Regions from separate parts of the Oryctolagus cuniculus genome. Here region 1 is linked to region 2. The links are chromatin contacts, called in public Hi-C maps. All regions are on one chromosome and are shown on one strand. Each heading gives the region's core, a stretch centred on a gene start, on an enhancer-like site or on the middle of the called end of the contact. The rest is flanking DNA. Distances are from core to core; before and after follow the strand shown. Region 1 overlaps DCAF5 (DDB1 and CUL4 associated factor 5). Region 2 holds the start of ACTN1 (actinin alpha 1).

Region 1 (2,700 bases), core at 106-2,605, 120 kb before region 2:
CATAATAGGAATGAACAAGGACAAGAAAAGCAGTCAGGGATCCTATCTATGCGAGACAAGTCTTCTGGCTTTTAATTACGATGAGATTAGTCAGTCCACACAAATGGACCTCGATACTGTGCCAGAGAGCCTGTACTTTTTTAAGATTATTCTAGGCTCAATAGGTAATTCATTAGCCTCAAAATGAAATTAACATTTCAAGGAATTGGATTCAGGGAATGAAGTGTGAAATATGCTAAGCCCAATTTGTGTCTTCCCCATGCTCATTGCCACCTTTGTAGATGAGTTCTAATTACAAGAGTATTAAAGATCATTTTGTACAAAGCTGACAAAAACCAGACAAAACTGAAACTAAGAAAGGCTAGTTTAGGCAAGTCACAAAATATACAACCTGCGCCAGAATGGAACCCAAATTTCTAGGCTCTCAGTATAAATATTTCATTTCACTCTATAAATGTTCATAACTTGATGCTAATAGGAACAAGACAGGCAGTGACAGTCAATGAATTGGGCTGAGAGTAACAATAGGAAGTGATGGGAACTGTGGTTAATTGGAAAAACCGATGTCCCATCTAAAAGGGCGGCTTCTGTTGAGTTCCAGCCCATTGTTGCCATGTGGGCCTTAGGTGGCCGGGGCCTTTGGTTTTTTTCAAGGCAACGTAGATTTTTTATGTGATGTCTCATGATTTTTAGTTATGCAACAAACCATACTTCACTGTATGAATGAAATAAATCTGCGCACCATACCTATTCTCAACAGCCACTAGTTTGAAACCTCTTTGTTTCTTTCAGCAGGATATTTTTTCTCCTGTTTGGTTCCATGGTCTGTGGGCCACTAAGTTGTGGATGAGTGGAGACAGATCCCTTCCTCCTGGCCCCTGCTGAGCTCCTTCTAACCTTGTGCCCATCCCCTCGATGCAGATGCTTTGCTGAGCACCTGCTGCGCCCCGGATGCTGTGGGAGACACTTTCTCATGATCTTGCCAGACAGTCCCCTCTCTGAGACTTTTATTCATTTTGTATGTACCATATGGCTTGTTTATTTCTAGTGTAATATTTTAATTGTTTGATTTTAATAACTCCTTCCATGAGATCAGATGATAGAATGACATCACTTTGGCTGGGTACCAATGGAAACAATTAGCTCCACTAAAGACTTCCGTGTTTTTTTTTTTTTTTAAGCCGGCCCACCTTCTGTTCTTACCTTATACTGAGGAATGTTACAGTAGAACCACATTCCTCTGGAGGCTGCCGGAAGCCCAGGCTCTCCCCCTTGCTTCTGCATTGTACTTGGAGTTTGGCTTTGTTCTCTCCTTGAAGCCTGCCTGCCTACATCGTGCCTTCTTACTTCTACACACTCCTCTGTGCCTTCAGTGAGCCAGGCTCTTAGCAGGGTTAAAAAAGAATGCCAGTGTTTCACCTGCTAGCTCTTCTGGGACACACTTGGAGGACAGCACTGGCTCTTGTCCCCACTCTTTTACAATTCCTTAAATGGCTCTTGTCCTAGGTTGTGAGTCCAGCGGAGTGTGTCAGCCTTCTGGGAAAAAAGTCTTTCAAGCTAACAGGCATGTGTGCCTGGAAATGGATAGCCTGGTCATTTGCAGATCTTCTCTGTGCCTGGCCTGCATAGCTCCTACATCTTCCTGAAAGAGAGATGGGGTGGGCAGAAAGTGTAATCAAGTTTCCCTAAGAAGCCTGAGCACTGGTGGTCCTGAGCAATGCAGTCTTACACAGGTTCTTCTTTTGAACTTGATAAATGGCAAGAACCGCCCCCTCCCCAAATTGTGATAATAAAAGCATCCTATCCCATTCCCTGGAGAAAAGAGCTGACTTGTACCTTGTGAATCCAATAAAATGGCTTGAATGCATGGCCTGGCCCCAGACATTACATCAGCACTCAGCCTCTCTGTGTTGATGTTATGTGGGTATAGCAGAGGTACAGGAATGCACCAGTAAGTGCTCTCCAGACGCGAACAACACCCAGTAAAGGTGTAGCTTTGCTCATCAAAGAACTCCGTGCCACCCTGATTAAGACCACCGGGGGTCTAGCACTCCATGTGTTCTTCCTGGTCTGAAATACAGATAGATACACCCACGCACACACATACTTTTTTTAAAGGAATAGATTTCTTTATTATTTTTTATTTTCATTTTATTTGAAAGAAAAACAGAAAAGAACAGAAAGAGAGAGAGAAAGAGAGCTCTATCCACTAATTCACTCCCTCCAAATACCTGCAACAGCCAGGGCCCAGCCAGGCTGACGTCGGGAGCACAGTATTCAGTTTGGGTCTCCCGCAGGTAAGGGAGCCATCACCTGCTGCCTCCCAGGATGCGTATTAGTAGGAAGCTGGATAAGAAACAAAGTAGCCAGGACTCGAACAGGTACTCTCATATGGGAATGGGGCAACTTGAAACCACTGTGCCACACACACCAACTCCAGATACACTTTTTTTTTTATGGTGAAAAAACATATCTAGAATTAGCCAGACTCAGTTTAGGTGATGCCAGTTTTGTTGGCAACATCCAAAGCATCATAGTCAGGAGCCCGTCAAACATGCCTCCTTCTCTTGGTCAGGTCTGACCAGAGTATTGACCTTGCTGGGACATCGCCCTTGGCCACGTCAGTGTGTAGAGTTCCTTCACAGGCTGTTTGATCTGGTGCTCGCTGGCCTTGACATCCACTTGGAACTCAAGTGTGAT
Region 2 (2,700 bases), core at 192-2,691:
CGGAGCAAAGATGAGGGATATCTACCTACTCTTCTACTCGCTGCCATTATCCCCTGGACAGTACAGTCTAATAACTATTCCCGTTGCACTGGTATTCTACGTCATCTAGGGGTGACTTAAAGCACCCAGGAGGACTGTGGATGTGCAAACACTGTCATTTCAATAAGAGCCTTGCGCATCCTAGGATTTTCATATCCTCGGGGTCCTGGAACCAAGCCCCGCCCCCATCCCCCAGGACCCTGAGAGCCGCCTGCGGAAACCCAGCGCTCCTGCCGTGCGCAGCAGTGTGCATTAACCTCTGGGCAGCTGGCTCGCTGCTCTTCTTCGGACCTCGATGCCCGCCCTCCCCCCCCATCGCCCCCTCCCCGTGATGCTCCCTGCTTCCCCGGGTCTCTCACGGCCGCTGCCGCAGGGTTGAGACCTTCCGCTTCCTAAGTCCAAAGAAGGAAGTGCAAGCCAGGTACGAAGCAGAAGTTGGAGGTGCTGAGTCCATCTTGACCTCTTTCCTCCTCCAGTAACAATGAGGCTTTGTTGGTCAGGCGTTAGGTTACAGGACCGGCTTGCGGAGTCCGAGCCTGCTAAAGCATTCTCTCTGGGAGCTTAGCTCTCGCAGCCTCGGGTTCTCCATCCGCGAGGTGTGTGCTGGTGGGAGGGGGCGTGGACAAGGGAGATCCCTGCGGGCCCTCGCTCCCAGTTTTCAGGACGGTGCTGGGGTCTGCGGGAGGGCGAGGGAGGACGCTGGCCACACGCTGGTAGCCCCTCGCCAGGCCAGCCTGCGGGGCGTGCCCGGGGGGGATTCCGGGAAGCGGCGACCTGGGAAGAGGCCCGGGGCAGAGGAGCTGCAGCGAAGCCGCTCGCTGGCCTCTAAGAGCCGCTGGCCGGCGAGAAACCTGGTCCCGCAGGGCGGGGACCAGCCGGGGCGGGGCTGGGGGGGCCGGAATCAGGAAATTCCTTTCCGTGGCAGCCCCTCCCCGCCCCCCTTCTTAGGGGCCCGACCTGCCGGGACCCAGGTGCCCTGGGAAAGAGAAAGTGAAATGCTCGCGGTGGTGGTGGGGGGTGGTTCCCTCGCACCTCGGGGCCCCCGCCTCGCCTGGGCTCGGGGCTCACAGCACGCGTGGGAGCGCACGAACGCCGTTTCGCTCCAGCCTGGGGCCTCCCCGAGGGCGGCTCAGGGGGCTCCCCGCGGGCGGCTCAGGGGGCTCCCGAGCTCCGAGAGGCGTCCCCAGGCAGCGGTCCCGTTCAGCTTAAGCTGGTGTCACATGAGCCGCGGGGGAGTGGGAACCGGGGAGTGGGCGGGGCCTTGCGCGCCGAGAGGGGGCTGCCAGGTCCACCTATGTGCGCCGCGGCCCTGCTGACGGATGCCAGGAATTCCCAATGAGAGGCGATGGGGGGAAGTTTGGGCAACTCGGCCTGGCCAATGGGGAACCTCGGGAGGGCTCTGCCCCTGCCCCCGCCCCCGCCCTCCTCGGCTCCCGCAGCGCGAGTGTGTCCGCCTTGCTCAGTGTGCGTGGGGATTTGGTCCGAGCGCCCGCGCCCAGGCAGGCAGGCAGGCAGCCCGCGGGCTCCGGAGATCCAGCCGCCGCCGTCGCCGCCAGCAGCAGCACCCTCCGTGAGCAGCGCCGCGGGAGATCCGGGCGCAGGGGAGCCAGCCCAGCCCAGAGCCCGGCCAGACGTCCTCTCCACGCCGGGGCAGCCGCCGCCGCCTGGGTCCCCCGGGGAAGAAGGTGGAGGAAGAACTCCAGCCCCTAGCACGCGCGCACCATCACCATGGACCACTATGATTCCCAGCAGACCAACGACTACATGCAGCCGGAGGAAGACTGGGACCGGGACCTGCTATTGGACCCGGCCTGGGAGAAGCAGCAGAGAAAGGTGAGCAGCCGCCCCCACTCGCCGCAGCCCCCAGCCTAGCCGTGCTGCGCCCGCCGCGCTCCCGGCTCCCGGCTCCCGGCTCGGAGCGGGTTCCGGGCGCGCAGTGGCGGGGGCGGCGCGGCGGCGGCGGGCTTGGGTGTTGGGTTACAGGCGCGGGGCGGAAGGGGGAGCGCCCAAGCCCCAGAGCCCGCGAACGCCGAGCCCGAGCACGGGGAGCTGGCGTAGCCGGCGGGCAGGTCGCCGTGGGGCCCGCGATCCAGGCCGCCCCGCCGCAGTCGCCGCCACCATCCCTGCGTGGGCAGGGCGCGGGGGCGCAGCTCTGGAGCCTGGGGCCGGGACCCCGGCTCGAAGGCTGCTCGCTCGGGATCGATTTTCCATTCTCTCCCCCGCCCCCTGGCCGGCTCTCCATATGGCGTGCGGTGGCTGCGCGCTTCCTGGGCAGCGGTGGGTTCAGTACCTGCGGGGCCAGCCAGCTGCCTGGGACTCTGTGTCCCCAGCTCGCCGGCCAGAGGGGTTGGGGGTCACCTCGAGACCCGCCCGGAGGTGAATCCGCTGGAGAGCGGTCGTGGTGGAGACACCCGGGGGGCGGCCGCGGGCTCCGCTGAGGGCCCTGTGGGGGCGGGGTCAGGACTGCGAACGGTTTGGTTGCCTCACTCCGGAGGCTGGTGGTTGCGAGCCGCACATGGCTTGCGTCGGCGTCCTGCTCCCCCGGCCCCCGCTCTTTTCCCGGCTGGATTCGAGCGGAGGGGCTGCGGGGCGAGGGTCTGTCCCCGGGGGATGTTCGGGGTCTGTCAGTGGTTATCCGCGCTTAGCCGCGTGCGGGTTGCT

Evidence for each region. Hi-C and Micro-C count contacts between places; a contact is called where the count stands out from the background.
Region 1: a contact with region 2 is called in a Hi-C map of an unstated tissue, with 2.2 times the contacts expected there. The contact joins the enhancer-like site here to the promoter of ACTN1 in region 2. A contact is called at or near these places in 3 of 6 Hi-C or Micro-C datasets (psoas muscle, skin fibroblasts and an unstated tissue).

What each region holds. Positions count from the first base shown.
Region 1 is chr20:14,976,331-14,979,030 of mOryCun1.1, reverse strand. All of the region lies in intron 6 of DCAF5 (DDB1 and CUL4 associated factor 5), which reads left to right. LOC127484648 (a long non-coding RNA gene) reads left to right here. Exons shown (of 2, transcript XR_007911780.2): 1 at 1-2,700. Among named protein-coding and RNA genes, the nearest start is that of DCAF5, 67 kb to the left of the region's middle. Within about 2 kb of position 1,355, at least 1 of the 8 cell types and tissues checked has an H3K27ac peak or open chromatin away from gene starts, as enhancers often do.
Region 2 is chr20:14,857,858-14,860,557 of mOryCun1.1, reverse strand. It overlaps ACTN1 (actinin alpha 1), which reads left to right and starts at 1,441. Exons shown (of 22, transcript XM_002719521.5): 1 at 1,441-1,872. The coding sequence starts at 1,768.